Regions from separate parts of the Zea mays genome. Here region 2 is linked to region 1. A link is a contact called in public Hi-C data. All regions are on one chromosome and are shown on one strand. Each heading gives the region's core, a stretch centred on a gene start, on an enhancer-like site or on the middle of the called end of the contact. The rest is flanking DNA. Distances are from core to core; before and after follow the strand shown. Region 1 has its middle 31 kb from the start of LOC103650247. Region 2 holds the start of LOC100501413 (Cyclin-D5-1).

Region 1 (7,623 bases), core at 3,415-5,914:
GAACTTGTGAATTGTTTTCAATAATATTGGAACTACGACCGAATAGCTAATTTTCTTGTTTTTCAAGATATTCTATGTTTACCGGTGTTATCGATTCGACGGAGTTGCGTTCTCGTGGCGGCTCTTCATCGCAGGCGGGCTGTGGTAGTAGCAGCCGTAGTCGCCGCTCTGTATCTAGCATGGAGGATGCTATGAGGGAGCAGCAAGAAAAGTTTCGTGAAGAGATGCGGCAACAACAAATGGCATTTCTCCAACAGCAATCAAAGTACATGGCTGCTTACAACGCACAGGCGCAACAAGCAATGAACGTGAGTGTCTTATTTATTCTCAACAAGCTCGATATTGGTTATATAACTAATATATTATATTTGCAACAGTCTTGGTTTCCATAGCAGGCACAGCAGCAACCATTTGTTTTCCCTCAATTTCAGCCGTCGATGCCTCAGTGGGGATTACATGCTCCACCACCTCCACCTCCACATCAGTTTATTCAATTTAGTTAAGACTTGTCGTTTGTATCAACCTAATTTCAAATCTTTACTAAACTTGATTTTGTAGGGATCCGGGGTCATGGGCCACAACACGCCACCACCGGTCATACCAGCACCAGGAGGAGCTTATGCAGGGGAGGGAGCTTATGCAGGAGAGGTTAGTTTGAGAAACAATTTGTTTGAATAGTCGTTATACATGTAACCAATGCCGTTATTAATGTCTTCTTTTTTCTTTAGGATCCAAACTCGTCACACGACTTCGTCAACCAGTTCTTGGCTTCTGGAGGTAGTGGACACAACTCCAACGACCCCGATATGTGATTAAGTTAGCTTTGTGCCGCACCGTGCGTTGTAATGAACTATTTGTGGATTTTATGTTTGTATGGACTATTTGTGGACTTTATATTTGTATGGACTCAAATTTTATGTTGTGAACTCAAGTATGAATTTTCTGTTATTGTATGGAATTTATGTTATTATATGAATTTTGTATGAAATTCTGTTATTTTTCGCATTTTTTTCAATTTTTTTTCTCTGAAATTATTAATTTTCGGCGGCCTCCCTGGCCGCCGAAAATAAGAACACTATTTTCGGCAGTTTTTAATTTCCGGCGGCTGGCTACGTGGCCGCCGGAAATTATCTGTTATTTTCGGCGGCCAGGTAGACAGCCGCCGAAAATAAGCTGTTTTCGGCGGCCAGGTCCTGGCCACCGAAAATAAAGCCTTATTTTCGGTCGGTTTTTTTTGGCGGCCAGAAGCCGCCGAAAATGCCTGTAGCTCTTGTAGCCTGAGTCAATGAAGAGTATGGCTCTGATACCAATTGAGAGTACCTAGGGGTGAATAGGTGATCCTGTAAAATTCAACACTAAATAACCCAAACTTGGTTATGAAATGTTAGCACGATTAAAACCAAGTTGCTAAAGCGAGAACTTTAGAAGAAAACCAATCACAATGAAAAGAGACACGAGAAATAGTGATTTTTATCATGTGGTTCGGCCAATGCCTACTCCACGTTGTGGTGACCTCCTTCGGTCAAGGATTGCACTCAATCCCTCTCGAGTGATCCAATGATCAACCTTGAGTACCACAGTTTTCTTCCTTTTTAGTCTTTTCCCGTTTACGAGGAATCTTCACAAGTTGGAGCCTCTCGCCCTTACAATGTTGATCACAATAAAGCACAAGAGTAAGGGAGGGAAAGAAACACACGGAAGAACTAGAATCACAGCAATCCCACGCACACAAGTCAAGAGATGAGCACACAAACACGACGTAGAGAGTTCATGACTCAAGAAGTGCTCAAATCTCAAACACGATGATCCGAATGCGTGTTTGCGGAGTTTAGGTGTCTTAGAATGTTCAATGGAGGCTTGGTGTAGTGCTCCATACACCTAGGAGTCCCTTTTATAGCCCCAAGGCAACTAGAAGCCGTTGGAACTCCATTTGGCAGGCAATTCTTGCCTTCTGTTCGTCGGTGCACCGGACTGTCCGGTGGCGCACCGGACAGTGAACAGTACGAGCACAGTACATGACAGAGAGTCCCCTGATTGGCTGATTTCCTTTTCTGTGCGGCACCGGACCGTCCGGTGCACCAAGTGACCGTTGGCTCCCCTCGACGTGGCAGATAGCCATTGCACGGCTGGAGCACCGGACTGTCCGGCACCTAGCGGACTGTCCGATGAATTATAGCCGATGTAGCTAAGGAAAAACCCGAGAGCACAGAGTTGCGTAGACCGTGCATCGAACTGTCCGGTGAGTGGCGCCGGACCGTCCGGTGCTGCGCTGTCAACACCTTTTTCTTCGTTTCTTTGTTTGTTTTCCTCTGACTCTTCTGGCCTTATTTAGTTGGGTCCTGGCACTTGGACAAGAGTGTTTAGCATATAAAACTATTGATAAAACGTTTAGATCTTACCTTTATTCTTTATTTGTATCTCTTTAATACTTGGCACACATCACTTCAATACAATGTGTGTTGGGCATCTAATCACCAAAATATTTATAGAAATGACCCAAGGGCACATTTCCCTTTTAGTGGTCTACGTCGATGTTGACTAGACTGGTTGTCCAGGTACGTGACAGTCCACTTACGCTTATGTCGTGTTCTTGGGCGCCAACCTCATCTCCTGGGCTGCCAAGCGGCAGCCCGTCGTCTCTCGCATCAGCGCAGAGGCTGAGTACCTCGCTGTGGTCAACGACGTGGCAGAGGCCTACAGGTTGCGCCAGCTTCTCTAGGAGCGACACACTCGTCTGCTGCGATAACGTCAGCACGGTCTACCTCTCCACCAATCTTGTGCAGCATCAGCGTACGATGCACGTGGAGATCGACCTGCACTTCATCCGCGAGCGTGTCACTACAGGTGACGTTCGGGTTCTCAGCGTCCACACCACGCTGCAGTTCACTGACATATTCACCAATGAGTTGTCGTCGAGTATATTCATCGATTTTTAATCCAGCCTCAACATCTGTACATGATAGAGTTGAAACTGCGGGGGTGTGTTAGAGTACCTGTTTAGGGTTTTGGGGTTAGCCCCTTGAAATTACAGTAATACTACCCTTGTGTAATGGGCTATGCCCAACAATCTGTGGCTATTAATACAATTTCGAACCCTGAGTTAGGGTTAGAATTTCCCCTACAACACTTGAATGTATTGTGACCGTCAGTAGTTTAAAAAAACAACTCAGATCATACAAGATTTTCGCCATGTGATAAATCGATGACTCTAGAAATGAATCTTAAACTTACTGAAAATCTCTAGTTTCCAGTGGTTTTATTGCGTACGTGTATGATTCTACATCTTGACATGGGACGCACCAGGTTGAATCTGAATGGCATACATGAAACTGAAGGGGATATTTTAGAATGATCGAGGTATGGCAGCTGGAGTCTGTACAGCTGTGCCTGTGAGTATCCCTGTAAACCGAAAGCCTGTGAGCATGCATGAGCACCAACAGCAGGGGCGTGGCCCTGGTTGCCCACTATGCATGCATGAGGCGGAGGGTTGGGGGTCTTGGGGATGTGGTCTAAAGACTAGGGAACAAGCCTGCACAAAGACAAAGAGGCCAGCACAAATACGTCTTCCCATGCAATCGCATGAAGACAACAGAGTCGCGCACACACACATACAAAACCCACGCACAGATCCTGATGTGGTCAAGGAAACACATGCTTTGTTTTGTATCGCGTGTCTTGGTTTTTGCGTGGAGGCAGGCAGAGGCACTGCTTGTGAACGCGCGCGATGAGCTGTCGTCGTCTCTCCTTGCATTGCACTGGGTGCCAATGGCGAGGGCCATGGCGTGCGGTGTCATATGCATGCAGCTATTGACATGTCATATACTCATATAATCGTGTTTTAATACAATAGAGCTAATAATTAACTGTTAAAATTAGCTAAAAACATTCAAACAGATTAGCTAATAGTTCGACTATTAGCTACTTTTAGTAAATTAGCTACTAGTTAGCTAGCTAATTATATTAGCAATTTTTTAGGCAACTAGCTATAGTGCATTCAAATATCCCCTCTATCTAAGCATCCAGTATAGAGTTTACGCCAGTGAATGGAACAGGAATATTTTTAAGAACTAGTTTAGAAACTACATTTTACCAAGTGATTTATATTTTTTCAAGGGAAAATGAACTAATTTCTCTTGAGAAAATGAAAATTTAATGGAAAATTGGGGTTTCCAAACTAGCCCTAATCACGTACTTATCTCCTCCAAAAGATCATGATGGGGAGAAAATGAGCTCATCTGAACCAAAACCAGCTCCAGGTGATTAGGCTGACTGAGAATTATTCCAGCGTGGCTGCAGCATCATACACTAATGCACCACACCGACCATACCGCAGAGTGAGAGAGAGATGAGATGAGACGTGTGTCCCCGTCTGCTGCTGGTGAAATATTGTGAGCGCATTATCTGAGTAGGCCGTGGCGTTGCCGGCTGCCGGCCTGCGTGCTGCGTCTCCCGATCTGGTCACAGCTGGTCTGGTCAACCTCGAGATCGGCTACTGCAGCACACGCAGCCTGCCCTACAAACCTCTCTCCTCGCCATCCCTTCTCCAAGCAAAAGCAGGACTGCACGCATGCAGGAGCATCAGAAGCAGTGCCACACCACACGCCAAATCAACATATATCGTCAGATTCAAGCACGCATGGGCTCCTCGTCCTCGCGCTCGCCACTCCTCAGGCCTGCTCTCCATGGGCTGCAACTACAACCATTTGTCAGCCCAGGAACGGATGGATGGTAGGCTCATCTCAACCTAAGAAGGGATGAATTTATTGTTGAATCAATCTCATCTGACTCGGTCAGAGTGACATGACATGCCATGCCATACTTGCGCTCTAATGGCTGTGACAGGATCACAGGAGGAAGGGTCGCCCGAGGAGAGAGTTGAGGGTCAGGGAGTGGGAGTGGAAATGGTTTGGGGTTTTCGTGCCTTAGGTAGATTTTTTTGCCTTTTTAACTTGACGAGAAGGAATTATGACCGTCTAATCTATGCTATACTTAGCGTGAAATGTTAAAAATCGGCGTGAGATAACCACACCATGATAAGAAAGGTGGAAGACACTAGACGAAGCTACACCAGAAGATCATCATGCTCAGGTGTTTATAATATTGAATATAAATTTTACATATGTATATATGATTTTTTTAAAATAAAAAAATAATCGTGTCGGGCTGGATCAGCACTACGGGCCGAGGCTACAGCCCAAGCATCGCACGACGCTCATGTCGGGTTGGCCCAGGCACTATTAAATGGGTCGTGTCTCGGCTCGTCTCGCCAGACACGGTTCATTTGGCCATATATACTTTCTGCACGATAATGATGGTCCTCAGTTGTCACCACCTCGTTCGTCATTCTACTTCTTTTCTCTCTCCCCTCGTGACTCTACCTGCGCGCCACCCCATTCTCGGCAGAGGGCGTAGGAGCATGCGCCTCCTCCCCGTATTCGTCCGACACCAGCCCCGATATCGACTCACGCAGTGGCTATTGCACATCCACGAGGACGTTTCACATCATGTGCGTATCATCGTTTTCGCCGTCGTCGGACGTACTGTCCGTCTTCCCGACCTTCGCCATTTTCTTCCTCCCCAACCTGCTGCCCCTGCCCACGGTCGCAGCGCGAGCCGACCGACGCTCATCGACGTGGGTGTGGGGCGAGTCGGTCATGCTCCTGGCCTTTCTCTATGCGTGCCGTCAAGGAGGACATGATGGTGCCTGGCACACTTAGGTTATCTTGGCGAGAGGAGTCCAGGTCTGAGATATTAGACAACCAAGGCCCGTAGCGTGGCATAAGTCGGCATATATGCTACAGAGTTGGTGGTGGTGTTGTGTCGCTTCGGCGGGTCCAGGGCTGGAAAGACACTCACATTCTCTCGCCCTTCTCGGATTGACACCTGGTGCAGGCGCCTCTCGGTTTGGAGTTGCTTCGGTTGGGCTTCTTTCTCCGCTTGTGTGCTCTCTCTCTCTCTATCTTAGAAGTATACTACCTATGTCGCCTCTAGATGCACTGTCTTTTTGTCGTGTCCTTTTCCGGCAACGAATATGTATGTTCGCATCTTCCCTTTCCCTTCTGCTCTACGAAACCTTGGAAGTGGGGAGGCGTGGGATGGGGGTTTCTGATTTGCTACCTATGGTACCTGTGCGTTCATAAAAAATATTACAATCAATAAAAAAATTGAGATTTTTTGCTAGATAATTTACGTGGATATTGTTATGAGCCGTCGCAAGGTAACCGACTATATGATCCTACGAGTGAGAGTGCGATAGGGCTAACTGTGTTGCTTTTAGCTTAAGCGGGTGCGGTCTTTCCCTACGACCTAGGACATGGTCCACGTGGAATTTGGTAGGCCGATCGTGTGGGCTGCATGGGCTGATTTTTAGACGAAGAACAACGAAACACAATCTATACTACTTATTAAGACTCTAAGGGTAGCCTGCCTTTTCTTGTTCTGCCATCCGTGAATCTGGACCGTTCGCTTCATCCAGGGCGATCCGACCCGTTCTGCCTCCCAACCGTGGACGTACATCCTCGCGCCAAAAAATACATCTTAGTGCGGCACCAGAGGAATTAGTCTGAGCAACAAACAATCCACACCAACCTTTATAAGCCACGTTTGATCTGTCTCAGTGGCCGGTATGGTACTAATCAAATAAATCCCATAACAGTGCCTGCGTGCAGCCCAGTGGTTCGTGTGGCCCAACCGTTGGTGCGGCCCATTGTGCAGCCCAGCCTACAGCGCCTGTCATCCTCTTCGGCAGCCCTAAACCCTCTACCTCCACGACGGCGCGCCGCACGCAGAGATTTGCCCACGTCCTCAATCTGCCTCCACGACGGCGCGCCGCACCACGACTTCAATCTCCTCCCCCACGACCTCAACCGCTCTGCCAGAGTCAACACCGTCCAGCTCCGGTCACCGGTTCATGGCGGCGGCAGCGGTACTCCTTCGGCAGGCAAAGGAGCAAAGTTGGAGGCGACGAGGGTCCAGATCCGGCCGCCGGTGGGCTCCATCCGGGGTTTGGAAGCGCCACCGGTCCAGATGGCGCAGCTGATGGCCTCGACCCTGGCGGAGAAGGGGAGGCCGGCCCTGGCCCCGGCCCCTGTCTCGACCTCGACGGTGGAGCAAGTACCTGCATGCCGAGGGACACAGCGCGCTCGACAGGGGCAGGTGGAGGCCGCGGCCGCGGACCCGGCAGTGGAGGCGCCGCGCGCCACGAAGGGGCGAAAGCCGCCATCGCTGGCGGCGGAGGGGCACGCCGCGGCGGGTCGCCCGTCCGCCTTGCTCCCGATGCTGGAGGAGCTGCGCGCCACGACGGAGCAGACGCGCGTGCATCTGGTGGAGGCACGTGCCCACGTACAGCTCGACGGCGCAGGCAACCCCGATGACGCACTCTAGCATCTCGACACGGGTGCGACCAACCACATGACCGGGTCGCGCGCCGTCTTCTCCGACATCGACGAACACGTCACCGGCACCGTCAGGTTCGGTGATGGATCCCTCGTCAACATTGAAGGGCGGGGGACGGTCCTATTCTCGTGCAAGACCGGTGAGCACCGGCAGCTCGCTGGAGTCTACTTAATCCCACGCCTCGACATCAACCTCATCAGCGTCGGGCAGTTGGACGAGGATGGGTAC
Region 2 (7,623 bases), core at 2,411-4,910, 100 kb before region 1:
CACTTGTTCTAGTTGCTTTATGCTGTGTTGGCATAAATCACCAAAAAGGGGGAGATTGAAAGGGAAATGTGCCCTTGGGCCATTTCTAAGTATTTTGGTGATTGAGTGCCAACACAAGTGCTTAAATGTAAATCTATGCCCATGGATGGACAAGTTGCAAATCAAAAGTAAAGGTATGTTTCTAAGCCTTAGCACATTGGTTTTGTGTACTAATATACTTATCTAAGTGATAGAAACAGAAAGAAGGAAGAAGAGAAAAGTTGGTTGTGTACAGCCAAAAGGCTGTTTCGGTCTGGGGCACCGGACTGTCCGGTGGTGCACCGGACAGTGTCCGGTGCGCCAGGCTGCCTCGGGCGAAGAGGCCGCTCTCGGGAATTTGCCGACGGCGTACGGCTAAAATTCACCGGACTGTCCGGTGTGCACCGGACTGTCCGGTGAGCCAACGGTCGGCTGGGCCAACGGTCGGCCGCACGATCTGCGCGAGACACGTGGCCGAGCCAACGGTCGGAAGGGGGCACCGGACTGTCCGGTGTGCACCGGACATGTCCGGTGCGCCATCGGCTCCCAGATCTCCAACGGTCTGCAACGGTCGACTGCGCTGTTTATGGAAATAAATCGGGCACCGGACAGTGTCCGGTGTGCACCGGACTGTCCGGTGCGCCCGACGACAGAAGGCAAGGATGGCCTTCCAGATTTGTTCTCAACGGCTCCTAGCTGCCCTGGGGCTATAAAAGGGACCCCTAGGCGCATGGAGGAAACACCAAGAATTCCTACAACATTCCTAAGCACCAAGACATCGATCTCGCGCATTCGTTTCATTGTGATAGCATATAGAGCTCTTGTGGAGTTGTGAACTCTTTGAGTTGTGTTGCGAGCTCTTGTTGCTGCTTGTGTGCGTGTTGTTGCTCTGATCTTTTGAAGTCTTGTGTGCGTTGCTCATTCCCTCCCTTACTCCGTATTTCTTTGTGAATCTCAAGTGTAAGGGCGAGAGACTCCAAGTTGTGGAGATTCCTCGCAAACGGGATATTGAAAGGCAAAGCAAAACACCGTGGTATTCAAGTTGGTCTTTGGACCGCTTGAGAGGGGTTGATTGCAACCCTCGTCCGTTGGGACGCCACAACGTGGAATAGGCAAGCGTTGGTCTTGGCCGAACCACGGGATAAACCAATGTGTCATCTCTGTGTTTGATCTCTTGTGGTATTGTGTTTTGTTGAGACTCCTCTCTAGCCACTTGGCAATAAGTGTGCTAACACTTAACAAGTTTTTGTGGCTATAAGTTTAAGTTTTACAGGATCACCTATTCACCCCCCCCTCTAGGTGCTCTCAAAGTCAGCTAGTCCTAATTCATATTCCCCGGCAAAGAAATGTTCATGAAATTTACTTTCTAACTCATTCTAGGAATTAATGGAATTAGGAGGCAGGGCGGCATACCATGCAAAAGCGGTACTAGTAAGGGATAAAGAAAATAAACGAACACGAAATGCTTCTCCATCGGTCAATTCGCCTAGGTGTGCTAGGAACTGGCCTATGTGTTCGTGTGTGCTTCTCCCATTCTCACCAGAAAACTTAGAAAATTCTGGTATCCTTGCCCCTTGTGGATATGGGACAATGTCAAACCGGTGATTATATGGCTTTTGGTATGATTGCCCTACTCTGGCTACACTAACTCCGAACTTATCTCGAAATAGTTCAGTCATCTCTTCCCTAATTTTTTCCATTGCACCCGGTGGCAGACCACCGGATCCTGGGCCGTGGGGCTCATTTGGTCGGGCATTAGTATACCGACTTTCTTGTCGTGACCGATCGATAGTGTTGATCGGTCTGTGATTGTATGGTGCATTATGGTTTAAATATGTAGAGGGCGAAACATACTGTTGTTGTGGTGTATAATAATTTGGTGCATGGTGTGCAACAGCAGGTTCTGCATATGTGTATCCGGTTTGTACGGTGGTACATCTGAACTGGTCGGTCGTGTTCGCCATTATTGGGGCGCCACGCAGTAGTCCTGGTACGGCCTCGGACTGTCCGGCATAGAAAGCCGGACGGTCCGCATAAGGGTCGGACGGTCCGGGTAGAAGCTCGGACGGTCCGGGTAGAAGCTCGGACGGTCCAACCGCGTCCAGGGTAGCCGATCTGCAAAGCAGGGACGGCGGCGGTCCTAGGGCAGCCCCGGACTGTCCGGCAGAGCAAGCCGGACGGTCCGCATATGGGCCGGACGGTCCGGGCAGAAGCTCGGATGGTCCGACTATGTTTAGGGGCGCCGATCTGCCAAGCAGGGACGGCGGTGGTGGTACTTGCCCTGGATATGAGTTCATCGGCATACCATATAATGGTTGGGGCTGTAAATCCCCATTTGTTGCCGATGTATTAGACATGGATATCCTATTACTAGTCTCATATGATGGAAAACTAGGAGCAACAGACTTCTCCAATGTACGTGTTAATTTTCTAATTGACTCTTCTAACCCTCCAATCTGTTGTTTCATTTGATTCTGCTGATGATCTACATACTGTTTAATAGATTGGATGTCGTCAGATGTACTTACATTGGGGACTTGAAGCGAAGATAGAAGAGATGCGACGTCGGTCTCTCCATGTTTGACAACTTTCTGGTGGCGATCCACTGTGTATTGTGATAAGAATTTCTCCTTCGCTTGACGCATGTAGTCATCGTATTGTTGTTGCTCATCGGCCGTCAGACTTTCAACAGCCGGCTTCAGGATATTGTCCGGGGAGATATCAGTGTGATCTTTAGAACCGGCCATTTGAGGGCCTGATTTTTAGTAGATCTAAACACCTTTCCCCAGCGGAGTCGCCAAAAGTATGTTGACACCTTTTTCGGGCGCCAAACACTCAACAAGAACCGGCGGCGGTGCTCTCTGCACAGGAGCGGACGGTCCGCGACCAGGGACCGGACGGTCCGCGACCTGGAACAGAGGCTGACGTTCCCTGCCTAACGGCCGGACGGTCCGTGCCCTAGGGCCGGACGGTCCGCGCGTGCGCAGGGGGCGGCGAAAGGTCGCCGACGGCGCCTGGATCTCGCTCCCGGGAGCTAGGGATCCCGTCGGGGAGGAGAGATCCTAGGAGTTGTCTAGGCTCGGCAGGCCGACCTAGACTCTTCTAATCGACGTAGAGTCGAAGAGAAGCGGAGGATTTGAGGATTGAGAAGCTAACCTAGAACTAGACTAGAACTATTCCTAATGCGTATGGGAAAAACGAGAAATAGACTTGATTTGTTCGATTGTTGGGGGGTTTAATCGGCCGTAGCCCTTCATCTATATAAAGGGGAGGTCTGGATCCGCTTCAAACTGATTTCCGAGTTAATCCCGAGGTTTTAGGTAACAAATCCCGCGAGAAACTAGAAACTATAACTGACTCTGCGCACGCGCGGACCGTCCGCGCTACCACCGCGGACTGTCTGGACCCGCGAGACACTTTTGGTCTCCAACAAAGCTAGTATAGATTAAAGCCAAACGAATACACTACGCTGCCACTAAATTAAAGCTGTTTGAACTGATGCCGTTGTAATCTATAAAAATAAAATATTGTAAAAATCTAAGCAAGTGGATTAAAGCAGCAGATAACATGAGCGGTTAAAATGCTGGAACCAGTTAAATAGGGGAGGACCGGAGGAGGCTTCGGTTGCCATCTCACTCTCGCCATCACGTCGGCCTCTTCCACGGCCGCCGCCGTCGTCGCCGCCGCCGCCACCTCGCCGCCGACCACCATACCATCAGATATTTCAGAGCTCGCGCCCCTCACGCATGGTTCTTGGCTTCTTGCTTCTTGCTCGACGTGCGCCGTAACTAATCGACTATAAGCGTGGTGACACGTCTGACGAGATGATGCCGGTGGCGGCGGTGGATGACTGGTCGGAGCGCGGTTTCTCGCTGACCTGCGAGGAAGACTGCGCCGACCTCGGCAACGGCGTCGTAGACGACGACGAGTTCCTCCCGCTCTACAATGCCGGCGAAGAGGAGGAAGAGGAGTATTTGGAGCAGCTGGTGTTTAAGGAGACCAGCCTCTGCTCCTCCTCCGACTCAGCCGCGGACTGCGACGGCGACGGCGAAGGAGACGAAGAATACCCCTCGCTCGCCTCTGAGGAGTGGTTTCGGCAAGCTCGCCTCGCCGCCGTCAAGTGGATTCTTGAAGTGAGTCACGATTAGCTTAGCTCTAGCTCCTTGACGGCATCAGGTTGGCGTGGCAACTGATTGCATCATTCGCTATTGCAGACCCGCGGGTGCTTCGGCTTCGGCCACCGGACGGCGTACCTCGCCATCGCCTACTTCGATAGCTTCCTCCTCCGGCGACGCGTCGATGTATTCTATCCGCGCCGCCTTTTTTTATAAAAAAAGCCTCTGCTTTTGGGGGCGCGCGAATCACGCCAGGCATTGCAATGGTAACTGCAGAGGGAGGCGATGCCGTGGGCGGCGCAGCTGCTGTCCGTGGCGTGCGTGTCCGTGGCCGCCAAGATGGAGGAGTGCCAGGTGCCGGCGCTGTCGGAGTTCCACGCCGGCGGCTACGATTTCGACTCGGCGTCCATCCGGCGGATGGAGCTGCTGGTGCTGTCCACGCTCGGATGGCGCATGGGCGCCGTCACGCCCTTGGACTTCCTCCCCTGCTTCTCCTCCCGGGTCCACCCGCACGGCGGCGCCGGCGCCGGCGGCCACGTCGCCCACAAGGCCATCGGTTTCATCTTTGCCACGGCTGAAGGTTCATACACATCAAAATCGAATCTTTTTTTTATTAATCTCTCTCTCTTGTCTGACACCTAGTGATCTGTCTTGCGTGCATTGCTCTGACTGTCTGGTCTGCTCGGTGTTGGACTATTCGTGCAGCTGGTAGCGTGCTTGATCACAGGCCGTCCACTGTGGCTGCAGCTGCAATCTTGGCTGCAACCTATGGACCTCTACTGACCAAAGAAGCACTCGATTCCAAGATGAGCTACCTTTCTCCATCTTGTCTTATTGAGAAGGTGAGTCACTTGCTTACATTTCCATCTTGTAGTACTTGTGTAGCATTTTGACCATATGAATGTTCAGTCCCGATGAACCTTGGATTAGGAAAACTTCACTATACCATTTTTTTATATAAATGAATGTGTCGGTTTCTTTGACCAGGAACATGTACATGCCTGCTACAGTATGATGGTTGGGGACAATAACAGGAGAGGTAGCAAGAGATCATTGCCATGTTCAGTCTCCAACGAGATTGCCACTAGTACATATCATTCTGTTCTTGTTGATGATGTTACGGACACCGCCGCCGCCTTTGCCACGGCGGTATCGGCCAGGAATAAGCGGATCAGGCTGGAGCTGACGGGCATCAGTTGAGAAAGCTAGCACCACCGGGGACACAGTTTTTAGCCAGATGTCTAGGGGGGCTTGGTTTGATCTTCCCTTTCATTTTCTTCCCTTCTTTTTGAACTTATATGTTTGCGAAAAAGAAGATATTTTTTTAGGTTCTTTGAGCCATTGCCATGGGTTGGCATTGGCTGTTGTCAGATTTGATTGGTTTGGTTTGTGAGAGGTGGAAGAGATGAACAAAGCAGAGGGCTGAGCTTTCCTATGGAGAGGAGAGCTTAGGTTAATAAGCCCAATGCCAGCGCCCAAACAGGGCACACTTCACATTCAGTGAACTTTACTTCAAAGGTTGATGCAATGTTGCATTGCATGTGGTGAGAGATGCTGCTGCAGAGAAGATGCAAAACAAGTGGTAACAACACTGAGAGGTTGAGGGTTTTGCCATTGTTTATAGAACGAGTGAGCGAGAGAGGGAGATGTTTCCCTTTTTCACCTGTGCAAGTGGATGTGAGAGTGGTGTTTCACTCTGCACTTGCGAGGGTTACATCGATTTGTAACAAACCCTGTGTACTTGTGTAACCCCCTCTTGTTCCTGAGGAATGGAATCAGATTGCGTTTTGCGTCAAGCTGTGTGCCTGCCTGTGTATTTATGTGACAACATCCCTGTAGGTTTCTTGACCAGTTCTGCTGACTGCTGCAAGTTTCCAGTGCCATTGATTCAGTTCTGGCTGTGGCTGGGCCATGCCGGTGCTTCTTGTTCTGCTTTTATTCAGGAAGGAGGATCCAATGCAACCCTTTCCCTGTTGCATTGCAGCCAGTTTAGCACATGCCTGATGAATGTTTGGCCAACCCCCTACTGTTGCACAGCACTTGCACAATCCACAGTCATGTAAAGGAAGTGATGGCCGGTGCATAAAGAGAGGCATTGTCAACCATGATTTGCAGCAAGTACAGTGTGGCCTTTTGGCCATTATTGTGGATGCTGAGCAAAGCATGCAACAACACGTTATAATGTGGCCTTGTGTTGGAAAGAAGACAAGTGTTGCATATGAATGGGAGTATTAATGTACCGGATAGATACTGAGGTTAGCACTTTATGCCAATAATTGCCCAAATATTAGCAATGGTGATGTGACTTCTAACTTATGTATTTGGTTGGGGTGTTACTTTACTGATAGAGCTTGATATTTACCATTCACACACCGAGTGAAGCAACTTGCAAGTTTGGAAGCTGCAGCATGTGACATTTTTTGACCAATGGTGTAGTTAATCCGTATCCGTCCTATATAATACCAATTGATTCATACTATATCACAAGGTGTATGTGGATTACATTAGGAGGTATAGCGGTGGGGCGGGCTACCGGCTCGAGCCCATGGAACCCCACTGAAGCCTCCCAAAATTTTAAATATATACCATATAATATAGAAGGGTTTCATATAATGTATCGGTTTAGTGTAGCCTCTTCTAAAAAAGTTTCTGGCTCGGTGGCAACTGCCAAGTTGGTGCAAAGGAATGGACAAGTATTGAAACACAAACTAATGGAAGAACAAGGTTACCAATATGCCACCATGCACAAACAGAGAAAGATAAACACACACACACAGATGCCCAGAATATTACAGCTTTCATTCATGGATACAATAATGATGATATCTTTACATCCACTGCCTTTGTTTTTCCCACCCTCACACCCTCCCCGTGATAAAACCCTAGACCCTAAAGTTGGTCTTCTGGCCTCATCCACTATCTAATGCAGGTCTTACATTGCACCCGGCCTTACAGCTGGTAAAAGGAGCTTTTCCACTGCACTCTGGCAATGAAAATGCCTGCCCTGCCCGGCTGCCCCCCCATGGGCAATGGAGTGGCTTTCTGAAGCACAGCCACCAGTCCTCCACCACCACCGTCTGCAAGCATGCATGCTACCTGCTGCCTGCTGCAGACATGGCATTGCCAAGCCTTCTCTCTTTCTCTTTCTCTCTCTCTCTCATTCATGTGCCTTCATGGCTTTGTTTTGTTTCTCCAATGTTGCTATATAAAGCTAAGGAAAGTGGTTCCTTGCATGCATTGAACCCTGGGGGCCTGAACAGTTGGTCACAAATGCTTCTGTGCTACTCTCAAACAGTACTGTTTCCATCGCATGAAGGTAGGCCAGCTGGTGGCTTGGGGCTAGGGGGGTTCGGGATTGGTTTGGAGGTCGAACTTGAAAAGGTTTTGTTAATTCTCAAACATGTTTAGGTGATTTTTCTTGAACTAATCGAGCTGTACAATACTTTTAAGATGGGCATGCGTCGGGCAACTAAAGGTGACCTACAATAAT

Evidence for each region. A called contact is a pair of places that touch in the nucleus more often than the background predicts.
Region 2: a Hi-C map of ear shows a contact between it and region 1, with 3 times the contacts expected there. The contact joins the promoter of LOC100501413 here to the enhancer-like site in region 1. A contact is called at or near these places in 3 of 25 Hi-C or Micro-C datasets (ear, leaf and tassel).

Annotation. Positions count from the first base shown.
Region 1 is chr3:114,722,847-114,730,469 of Zm-B73-REFERENCE-NAM-5.0, reverse strand. No RefSeq gene overlaps it. Among protein-coding and RNA genes, the nearest start is that of LOC103650247, 31 kb to the right of the region's middle. Within about 2 kb of position 4,664, at least 15 of the 20 cell types and tissues checked have an H3K27ac peak or open chromatin away from gene starts, as enhancers often do. A contact at or near this core is called in ear, leaf and tassel, where this site is marked.
Region 2 is chr3:114,821,468-114,829,090 of Zm-B73-REFERENCE-NAM-5.0, reverse strand. LOC100501413 (Cyclin-D5-1) reads left to right here and starts at 3,660. Exons shown (of 5, transcript NM_001196135.1): 1 at 3,660-4,151; 2 at 4,233-4,319; 3 at 4,410-4,713; 4 at 4,839-4,975; 5 at 5,121-5,927. The coding sequence starts at 3,843. The coding sequence ends at 5,333.